Regions from separate parts of the Pan troglodytes genome. Here region 1 is linked to region 2. Evidence: chromatin contacts called from public capture Hi-C data. All regions are on one chromosome and are shown on one strand. The core of a region is the stretch at or near the end of the contact, and the rest is flanking DNA. Distances in the headings are between cores, read along the strand shown.

Region 1 (5,368 bases), core at 2,857-5,356, 160 kb after region 2:
GGACCTTTTCTCTGCAGAGTCTACAGAGTGTGAGGGTCTAACTACACCTGCTATTTAAGAGAGCTCAAGCCTTGGACTCAAAAATCATGGACTCAGCCCAGGTACTGAGCAGAGAGACAAAGCCAAGATACTGAGTAGCTTTGTAACTTCCAGCGTTCTTATATTAGTACAAAGCTATTTCCAATTTTATATAATTACCTTTTTGAGGTAATTATCAATTCATGACCTTTTTAGTAAATGAGAGTGCTGAGGAAGGGCTAGACATTGAGGCCATTTTCCTAAAGGATTTGAAATGACGCAGTGGAAGGCACCCAGATGAAGGACAGGCGCAAATGAATGAGCCTCAAATGCATACAGACTCCTGCATTTTAGCACCCAGATCCACCATTCACGGCAGAGCTAGACCCTGACACCAAAAATTGAGATGACTGATATACCGACTAGAACTCCAGACACCATCTTGTGATCCATCCCCCCACTCAGCAGAGGCCTAGAGAATGAATACCAGCAATGTCAAAAAAAACAAAACAAAAAATTCCACAGAAAATCTCCCCAGTCATTTGATTGTATAAATAATTTATTTCTGTTCACAGCATCATATATGCATTATAAAAGGCTATGGAAACAAAAGAGAAGGATGATGAGACAGAGAATTACAGCAGTAGAAAGGAAAACAGAAACCAGGGCACACAGTTCCAACACCAGAACAGAGAATTTGGGAAGATAATTGCTCCGAAACAGAACTGGCCTCCCTGTGTCTATTAGAAAACATTTCCAAAGCTCACGGAGGGAGGCCAGCTTCCCCTATGGGAAACCCATTCACTCGCCAAAGGGCAGAAGGCATCATAAATCACCCATTGATACATTGGTGGGGAGCTCCCTGTCCCCCTGGTGACCACTCCAAGGTGATTTGATCTGTGCTTCCTCTGTTGGGTCAGAGACGAAACGGGCTATTATTAGGTCAAACATTACAGAAATCAACTGAGACTCTTAACTAGTAGTTGATACACCACAGGGCTTTACTTTACTGCACAATTACTAACAGTTGATTGCACCCTTAAGTATTGATTATGCAAAAAACAAAATCATCTTGCATCAGTTTTAAAGCATGACAGGGTTTGAACAGTGATCTCGAACCTAAGTATTGTTATCACGAGAAGGTTACAGTATTTGGCATCTGCAATGTCACAAAATAAATATATTATTCTCTCAATAGTGTGGAACTACCAAAATGTCAAAGTGCTTAAGAAATTGTCGCATGTGAAGAAAATAAAGAAAGATGGATTTTTTTTTTTAATAATTCTATACAGAATCTTCAGATGATGGGACCAGCCCATTTAGAAATCAGTGGATATGCTGTCGATATGTAAACTGAAATCTTGCAGGCTTTTCAACACTGCTTAGCTAGACTTTCTCTACTGAGTTTCTACAAAAAGACCAGCATTGGAGGGGTACCAAATACACCGACAAAAGAGAAAAAGCAGATGGGCTGCTAGGTTTCTGCTTTTAAAAAATTTCATATAAGAATTGGGTTTCAAGCAGGAAGCCAGAACTTCTGCCTCTGGTTCTTAAATTAACATTCGGTGTGTAATGGACAATAGGCAGGGACTCATAATTTGACTAACTCACATGCTCAAGCATGATCGTGTCCAATTTCTACAGGCCTCCTTTGTAAAGAAATGTGTAACAATGGGGGGAAAGTCATAATTCTACCTGAAAACATGGATTGTAAGAGGAAATAAAAAAATCAAACAGTATGTTTTAAGTTTCCCCTTTTGATACTGTGTTTCAGGGTAAATGACAGCTTCTGCAAACCAAGACTCAGTCCTGATTATAAAGGATTTTTAAAATTACATTATTAAAAATATGTATTTATTCTTCTTTCACTTTATCTATTTTCCAAAGCCTCTTTCAAGTAAACTGTGAAGTGCCTGAGTACCAGTGACCATGACGTCACACTTTCTTTTATCTCAAGCACTCATTGTTGTTTGCATTTGCCCAAAGTGCTGGCTGGCTCCGAAGGCCAGTTCCTACAAGAATGAATTCGGAAAGACTTCATCCTTGTGTTTTTCCTTCTCTTTTAATTCCATGCAACGAGGTCAGCTTTTGCAACAAGGTGGGGTTTTATTTTTTTGGTGCATGACATCAAATACTCTAACGAGACATTTTTAATGAAATACTTAAACCAGATAGGCCACAATGAACCAAATTAGAAATCTGAACATGTCGCCACTTGCAGCATAAAGGAATATAAAAGGGCAGAGCAAAGTCTTTTTTCCTAAGGTGAATATTTCTAAGGTAAGTATTCATTTGTAAAAGTTTTTTTTTTTTTTTCCAACATGTCTGAAAACCCATTATCACGCGGTTAGTATTACAAGAGACATCCCTTGGTTAAAAAAAAAAAAAAATACCATCTTGCAATTCAGCACACACCTGCAGCTGGTGTGCTCATCCAAACCAATCAGTAGGCTAAGAGAATTTAAAATTCCATACATATGAGTCTAGGTATTAATGCCGATTACACAGTACAGAGGGAGGTCCCTATAACCACACACACACACACCCCATCCAGCATTTACACCAGAAGCCTTACCCTTTAAACACCTTTAACTATCCTGCAAACAGTAAATGCATCATTGGCCACCACCTCCAATAGTTCGTCTTTTTTTTTATTTTTTATTTTTATTGGTCTCTTTGTGTGATAATGACCTACACATGGACAGGGTCCAAACCATCTGGAAGATGTCTGATTCCAGGCTGAAAAGCAGTTCTCAACAAAACTGGTCTTCTGCAGCCACCACAAAGCACCAGGAAAAGGGCACCTCCGCGGCCATCCCCAGCCAGGCCAGCACAGCGCTCCGTGCCCGCTGAGCCGTCCCAGGCAGTCCTCTGATGACCCAAACCACCACCACCTTTGGGTCCAGAGCAGGACAAATGAAATTTCAACAGGGGCCTGCCCTGTGACCGAAAATTACTCAGCTTCACAGCCCCTGAATGCAAGGAGACGTGGTCCCCCCAGAACCAACATGCCCCCCAAGGTGGGTACGCCCACGGTTCTGGGAAATGCATACCTCAGGTAATTCACAGGTGCGATCCCCCAGTGGGGGCGGGGCAGCCTGAACTTCTGGCCCTGCAGGAGTGGGAAGAAATCGCTTTTGTCTTTCCGACAACTGAGCCTTCCACCTGGGGCTGGGAGGGCGGACAGCAGGACCGGCTCTTCCACTCCCCACCGCGGCCCCCCGACCTGGTCAGTAGCTCTGGCGTTCAGACAAAAGGTCCCCTGAGCTGGGGGTGGGGGGCAGGTCGAGAGCAGGCCGGTAAATCAGACTTCGCAGCTCCTTAAGTCACCAGTCCTGCATTTGGGTGCAGAGATTCCGTTTTAAAAATTCGAAGCATCGCTTTGGTTCGCTCTTTGTTCGCGGGCGCGGGTTCTCGCTCATCCATCCATCCATCCATCCATCCATCCATCCATCCACCCATCCATTCTTTCTTGACGCACTCGCTCGCTCCCCGGTCGCTCCGGGCGCATTACCGCTTCTTCTTCTGCTTGAGGGACTTCCTGCGTTTCAGGATCATCTCATAGAGCTTGTCCATGCCCTCGGTGAGGCCCTCGCCGATGATGGCGCACGCCGGCTGGACGTGATAGGTGGTGGCCGGGATAAGCTCGTGCAGCGCCAGCTGCTTCTCGATCTCGGCCACCGGCAGCGACTTGGGCAGGTCCTGCTTGTTGGCGATGACCAGCAGCGGCGTGCCCTGGTTCTCGGCGAACTTGGTCACCTTGTGCAGCTCCGTCTTGGCCTCCTCCAGCCGGTCCACGTCCACCGAGTCCACCACGTAGATGATGCCGTCCGTGCAGCGGCTGTAGGACTTCCACAGCGGCCGCAGCTTCTCCTGGCCGCCCACGTCCCAGAAGTGGCAGCTGATGCCCTTGGCCGTGCCGTTGCTCAGCTTGATCTTCTCGGTGTTGAAGCCGATGGTGGGCACCGTGTTCACGAACTCGTTGAACTTGAGCCGGTAGAGCACCGTGGTCTTGCCGGCCGAGTCCAAGCCCAACATGACGATATGCAGGGACTGGAAGGCCGAGATGTTAGAGGAGATGTTGCCCATGGCTCCTGGCTGCGGCGCCGGCCGCTGCGGCTGCGGCGGGAGGGCGCCGCCCCCCGAGCAGTCACGGGCCCGACGCGGCCGGGCGCACCTGGGCCCCGCCCGCCGCCGCCCGCACCGGCCCCGGGGCTCGGCGTCCCCGCGGGCGCACGGCTTGGCGCGCTCAGACGCCGCAGTCCCCGCGCCCTCGCCGGCCGGGCTCGCGATCGGCGGGCATCGCGTCTACGCCCGGCTTTGTCTCCCGCGAAGCCGCCTCAGATGTTCGGCGCAGGAGGCTCGCGCCCGGCGCCCTCCCCAGGCCTGGGCTCGCTCTGTGGTTTCCTCGGGCCGCGCCCCCGCGCTCCGGCAGCTGCCCGGGCTCTCCCCTCTCCCGGCGCCCGGCGCTGGCTTCTGGCCTGGGACGGCGCTGCTCCTGCTCCTGCTCCCGCTCCCGGGGCGCGGGCTTCCCCGGGAGTCGCTGTCCGCTCGGCCGCCTCACAGTCCCCGCAGTCCCCGCGCCGCCGCAGCAGCCGCCAGCCTGCAGCGGCCGGAGGGCTCCCGGACCCGCCCCCTCGCGCCCCTCCCCGGACCCGCCCCCTGCCCCGCCCCGGGCCCCGCCCCGCCCGCCGCCGGGGGTCAGGCGCGGTCCTCCCCGCCCAGCCCGCGGTTTTCGCGCGCTTCGCTGCGTCCCCGCCGCCCCCCGGCCCCTCCCGCGCCGCGCCGCGCCGCGCAGACACAATGGGCGCGGAGCCGGCTCTTCCTCCCCAGCGGCTGACGCGTTTGCAAAAATAGCTCTCGGCTCCCGGAACCCCCGCCCGGGTCCTAGCCCGCGCCCTGCCCCGCCGGGCCGCAGGCGTGGGCGACGCAGCCTGCCTGAGGGCGTGGGTCCCGGGGTCCCAGCTCTGTGGGCGCGAGGCGGGGCAGGGCGGCCCCCAGGGTGACTGGGAGAGCGCCGCTCTGGGGAGTGAGGGCGGCGAGGCTGGGGCCTCCAAACCCCAGAAGGGACGGGACGGGGCTGGCCTCGGTGAGCTGCCAGCCTGCGCTCTGGATCCAGCCGGGCGCGTCCCCTCCCACCCTCGCGCCGCGGCTGTCGCCGGCCCCGGCCCCCAGTGACGCCCAGGCTCGCCTCCTGCCTGGGTTCCAGGGGGCTGCACCCGGCCAGCGCCGCCCTCCGGAGCCCAGGCCTGTGCCCAGGGCACCCTGGAGGCCCAGCCTTTCTTGCCCGGTGGCGGCGGTTGGGGCAGGGTCGGACCTAGGCCGCGATGGGGGATTAGAAGACCTACCT
Region 2 (6,019 bases), core at 1,390-3,889:
TGATTTTAATTTGCTTCTATTTTGTGTTATTTTCAAATTTGGGGCCATAAATATGTAGTTATACAATAAAGGAACAATAAATATGTTTTAAGGAAAATATTAAAAATTATAATTAAGTCCTTGAATGCACCGGATCGACCTAGGACACCACGTGCCATGGCTTGGGTGGGGATCAGCTGCCCCATCACTCCAACCATGGAGCCCAGAGCCTGCTCAGGTGTGTCTTGTCGGGTGTCTCGTTCAGGTGCAGCCTGCTTGCCCCTTAAGGGCCCACCTTCTGCTCATTGGTTACTCATAACTTCATCAGTCTGTGACTTTGAAGACTCCTTCATTCTTAGCAATTCAGACAAAATTAGCATTTCTCTTCTTCCAAACTTGTATCTGGACTGAAACCAAATTAACCTGTGAAGATTTGCAAACAAAGGCCATTTGTTTGGAAACGACCCTGGGTGAACTTTTTTTCTTTTATAGACAGGGACTCACTATGTTGCCCAGACTGGTCTTGAATTCCTGGGCTCATATGATCCCACCTCAGCCTCCTGAGTAGCTGGGATTACAGGCATGAGCCATTGCACACAGCATGATGCTTCAACAGCTCCCAAGCATGTTTCACTGGAGAATCCTGCCTTCTCTCTCTGCCTCCCCCTCCACCCACAATAATGTGAACGGTGCTGGGGTAGAAAGGCCCTGGGTGCAGGCCTGGTGTGGTGGCTCACGCCTGTCATTCCAGCACTTTGGGAGGCCAAGGCCGGTGGATTGCTTGAGGTCGGGAGTTTGAGACTAGCCTGACCAACATGGTAAAACCCCATCTCTACTAAAAATACAAAAAAAAAAAAAAGTTGCTGGGTGTGGTGGTCAGTGCCTGTAATCCCAGCTACTTGGGAGGCTGAGGCAGAAAAATCGCTTGAACCTAGGAGGTGCAGGTTGCAGTGAGCCAAGATCATGCCACTGCACTCCAGCCTGAGTGACAGAGTGAGACTGTGTCTCAAAAAAAGGAAAAAAAAAAAAAAAAAAAAAAAGGCCCTGGGTGCAGAGTGCAGGAATAAGGATGATGGTAGGGAATGAAGTCACATTCTCCGTCCTGTCAACTAAATTAAATGATAAACAGGAGAGAGGAGAGCCTTCCACATGAAGGAAGAGCCTGAGAACAAGAGCACCTGATGCTCAAAGACCACGAGCATGAAGGGCAGGGGGCACGACGAAGCCGGGGGGATGTGGTGTCTCACCACGTGTGGTTTTGGGTCTATGCAAATGATATGGTCCTTTGACTTAGGGGCAATGAGAACCTACTGAAACATTTTAAGCAAAAGGTGACATGATCGGACAAGGTTAGAAAAATGGACAGATCATCCTGGCTAACACGGTGAAACCCCATCTCTACTAAAAATACAAAAAATTAGCCAAGCGTGGTAGCACATGCTGTAGTCCCAGCTACTCTGGAGGCTGAGGCAGGAGAATGGTTTGAAACCAGGAGGCGGAGGTTGCAGTGAGCAGAGATCATGCCACTGCACTCCAGCCTGGGTGACAGAGCAAGACTCCATCTCAAAAAAAAAACAAAAAAAAAAACACAAAAAATGAACATGGCTACAGAAGGGATAGCAAATGAGATATAGAGGGGATGAGACTGGAAATGGAGCTGCCAGCGAGGGCACCTGATGGAGTGGTGAAGGTGGCATTAAAGAAAAGTGAACAGATCTAGAAGATAAAGATCATTCAGTGCATCTCAATTGGGGGTGACTGAACCCTCCAGATTCTGGAGAACTTTTTGGTTGTCACAACCAGAGAGAAGTGCTGCTGGCACTTGGTAGGTAGAGGCCAGGGGAGCCGTTCAACACACCTGCAATGCACAGACCATCCCCACCAATTATCAGGACCAAAATCACAATAGTGTTGCCCGTGAGGATCCTTGGAGGTGGAAACTGGATGCCAGGACAGTCCCATTTCCTGGCATGTGTAGAGGGTCAATGATGATGCCGGTCACTGCCAGAGAAGATCAAGTGTGCAAGGAAGGCCACGGGGTATGAGTGTCTCTGATTTTACTCTCATAAAAGCAAGCCTGGGGGAAAATGGTGAAATTGGAAGATGTTGATAAAAGATGTTTTAATAAAGATGCAAAGTCTACATTAAGAAAAATATCGAGCCAGAACTCCTTACACAGGACTTTCCTACCTGTGTGCTGTGTATATTAACAAGTGCACTCTGGAGGGAGGGGCACTGGGGACCTGCAGAGGGCTGGATTCAGCCGGGGAACCCCCAAGGCAGTGGACCTGGTATTCCAGGAGCTCCTGCAGAGAGCACTATGGGGCTGTTTGCACAGCGGACTGAGGGCCCTCAGGGAAGGCCGGGGAGCCAGGGGGTACCCCTTAGTCCAGGGCCCAGAGGGAAACTGCTGTTTTGAGCACAGTCCGCCCCTCAGCTCAGCCAGAGCCCTGCCCCTGAGACTTGGCCTGCATCGTGAGGAGAGGTGAGTGCAGGACAGGGACCGGCCTCACCTGCGTCTCTGCAGCAGGGCGCTCCTCTTTCTACCTTTCACCTGGACAACTCGAGCCCAATGTTCACAGCTCAGGCTCTCTCCTGGGGATCCTTGAACCCACAAAACTGGGGTGGGTGCTCCCTCTGTTTGTGTGAAAGCACAGATTATGCCAATTGATCCTGCTAGGCCCTTAAGGGAGGGACTGCGTTTATTGATCATGAAATCCCCAGAGCCCCCAACAGGGTATTGTCCTGTTAAGGGGTGGCCGCATGGCCCAGAGGCACAGAGCCCTGCTCTGGTGTCTGTGACATCTGCAGGGATGGAGGACATTGCCTTACAGGAGGTCTCAGGCCCAGGCACTGGCAGCCTCAACCCAGGCACTGTAGGCACTGGCAAAGAGCAGCCGACCCCGGGACCCCCTGCAACAACAGCAGCTTCCAGGCTCTGCCCCAGTGACAGCTCACAGCACTGGTCCCAGGAGGAAGGCAGGGAGACGGCAGGTGTAGGTGACACTGAGCCTACATTGTTCTCCACCACTGCTGAGACAACCCTCTTGAAATAGTCGCTGATCCACACACTCCTGTTCCTGACTCTCCGCTGTTTGCTTTCGCTGAGGAACAAGTTGGCCAGGAAGCTGTGCAGCAGCCATGGCTTTTAAGGTGGAAAAACACCTGTGGAGCTGGAGGTGGTAATTCACCCAATTCGAATCACTCTAACGAGCCGCAATGTAAAATCCCTGGAAAAGGTGTGTGCTGACTTGGTCAGAGGAGCAAAGGAAAAAAAGCTCAAAGTGAAAGGACCAGTTGGAATGCCTAGCAAGACTTTGAGAATCACTACAAGAAAAACTCCTTGTGGTGAAGGTTCTACGACATGGGATGGTTTCCAGATGGGAATCCACAAGCGACTCATTGACTTGCACAGTCCTTCTGAGATTGTTAGGCAGATGACTTCCATCAGTAATGAGCCAGGAGTTGAGGTGGAAGTCACCATTGCAGTTGCTTAAGTCAACTATTTTAAATAAATTCATTACCAGTTGTTTAAAAAAAAAGAAAAGGAAAAAGAAATAGAGAGACTTCACAATGAGCAAATGAAATTCCCGGAATAGCAGGTGTAGGCAGTAGCCTAGGACCACTGCGTGTGACCATTCAATTATTTTCTTGACCCTGGTTTTCCCAAAAAACATGGATCATACCAAAATCACCAGTTAGTCATGCTTCTAAGAAATAATCTCTTCATCAGATAAATTGCAGCCTGTTCATAAGGCTGAGATGGTGCCTACTCACAATAAGAAATTAAGGTTCATTGAATAGGTCCAGTGCTTCTTGGCCCTTCACCCAAGCCCAGAAATTAAGTGTGAATGTTACTTAGTCATCACACATTGATGAGTGACAATTTTTTTTTTTTTTTGAGACGGAGTCTCGCTCTGTTGCCCAGGGAGCAACACCATGCCTGGCTAAACAATATTTTTTTATCTTAAATCTTAGACAAGTTTTTCATTTTGTTGTGTGTGTGCATGTGTGTGTGTGTGTGTTGCTGTTGTTTTGTTATTTCATTTTACCCTGCAGGTTTGTGGCAGAATCAGCTCAGAGGTCAGGATTCAGGAGAAGGCCCGAATCACTCAGAGTCAGGTCCATAGTCTAAATGGACAACAGTACCAGGTGTCCTGTCCTCCCTGAGCAACTTGATAACAACAGATAAAAAAAGATAAATCTTTTTTTTTGAGATAGAGTCTCACTCTGCCACCCAGGCTGGAGTGCAGTCTTGGCTCACTACAGCCTCTACCCCCTGGGTTCCAGTGATTCTCGTGCCTCAGCCTCCCGAGTAGCTGGGACCATAGGCACGCGCCACCACGCCAAGCTAATTTTTGTATTTTTAGTAGAGATGGGGTTTTGCCACGTTGGCCAGACTGGTCTTGAACTCCTGGCCTCAAGTAATCCAGCCACCTCAGCCTCCCAAAGTGCTGGGATTATAGGCATAAGCCACCGCACCCAGCCTGATAACACCTTCATTTCTGAAAGACTCAAGACACAGCTTGTTGACCAGCCAGCTTGACATTCTAGACCCTGTGACAGGCTTTTTGTCTGTTTGAGTAGTGTAAATAAATTAACCCGGGGTTTAATCAATCGGTCTCTGAGACTTTTTCGTACTTTCCCAACACTGTGCCTTTCCTTATACTGCAGCCTCTTCTGGGAGAGTTTGTAGCCTCTGCTTCTGCCTATCAAGGCCACACCCTCTGGTTCTGACATGGAGATCCTCCATGGAGATTCAAGAGCCTCCTAGGTCAGCACTGCGGGAGGGAGAGAAGTACAGGGGAGGGACAGAGAGAGGTACAGGGGAGGGGCAGAGGGGAGGAGCCGGCTATGGTGCAGTCTCAGGGAAGAAGATGGGGAGTCCTGAAGATGAAATGACCTCCAGAATGTTCCATAGTAAGGGTGCGGTGCACAGAATCAAAGAGAAAAATCTCAGAGACAGAAAAAATGCTGCAGGAAGAAATAGGAGCTGCTCCAGCAAAATGACCTGACCTCGGCTTTGGGCAGTGAAGTTTGAAGGAATCACCCTCCTCTTGTCCTGTGCAATCACGGGACACCTCAATCTGCCCCTCCTGTGTCCCCAGGTTCATTGAATAGTTCCAGTGCTTCTCGGCCCTTCACCCAAGCCCAGGGCCCCTGGGTAGCCTTTGCCTCTTTCCCTCCCTCCCCACATTCAATGCATCAGTCAGTCTTATTAGCTTTAATTCCAAATAACTTTTAATTTAAAAAGGTTGAGTGACAACTACTTCACTTACCCTTATTTCATCTTGAGTCATGTGGTGAAATGGGCATTAGGGTTCCCAGTTTCCACGATGCAGTTTGTAGGGCTTCACTGGGTTTGGGGACTGTCCCAAGCTCCTAGGAGAGTCACTGACAGAGCCAGGGTGTGGCCTGGGGTCTTTGACGCCAACTTGATGTACTTCTTCCAGTCTGCAGCTCAGTCTTCACCTTCAATTGCGACATTGCAATTGAATAGAAATCTGCGTCAGCCCACGCTCCACTGAATGAGTACCTCTTTAGAGTCGGCTCATTTTATTTCAGGTTTTAAATACACCCCCCTCCCCATGTGATGGTCATCAGTAGACAGAACCTCATGCCTCCGGGTTCCCTCTCCTTTCATTTACTGTGATATCACACTGTCTTGGCCAAGCACTGACCATAGAGGTGGGGTATGAAATTGCTGTGTACACAGTCAAGCATCCTGGGCTGGGAGTGGGCCAGTTTTGTGCCCTGCGTCTCTCTGTTCGGACTGCTGCTGCCCCATGTCTCTCTGTCTGTCCCGATGGCCACTGTCCCGTGTCTCTCTATCTGACCCGATGGCTTCTGTCCCGTGCCTCTCTGTCCTGATGGCCACTGTCCTGTTTCTGTTTGTCTTTCCCAATGGCCACTGTCTCATGTCTCTCTGTCTGTCCAGACAGCCACTGTCCCGTGTCTCTCTGGCCCTATGGTCACTGTCCCATTTCTCTCTGTCCTGATGGCTGCTGCCCCATGTCTCTCTGTCTGTCCTGATGGCCTC

Evidence for each region. Capture Hi-C pulls out chosen DNA fragments and counts their contacts.
Region 1: a contact with region 2 is called in a capture Hi-C map of stem cell-derived neural stem cells, with 5 times the contacts expected there. The contact joins the promoter of ARL4C here to the promoter of LOC112208359 in region 2. A contact is called at or near these places in 1 of 1 datasets of contacts at active chromatin or transcription factors (stem cell-derived excitatory neurons) and 1 of 1 other capture datasets (stem cell-derived neural stem cells).

The regions. Positions count from the first base shown.
Region 1 is chr13:136,675,828-136,681,195 of NHGRI_mPanTro3-v2.0_pri, forward strand. ARL4C (ADP ribosylation factor like GTPase 4C) reads right to left here and starts at 4,107. Exons shown (of 1, transcript XM_001151934.7): 1 at 557-4,107. The coding sequence starts at 4,107. The coding sequence ends at 3,529.
Region 2 is chr13:136,512,479-136,518,497 of NHGRI_mPanTro3-v2.0_pri, forward strand. It overlaps LOC112208359, which reads left to right and starts at 2,640. Exons shown (of 2, transcript XM_024354753.2): 1 at 2,640-2,979; 2 at 3,133-3,476. The coding sequence starts at 2,640. The coding sequence ends at 3,476.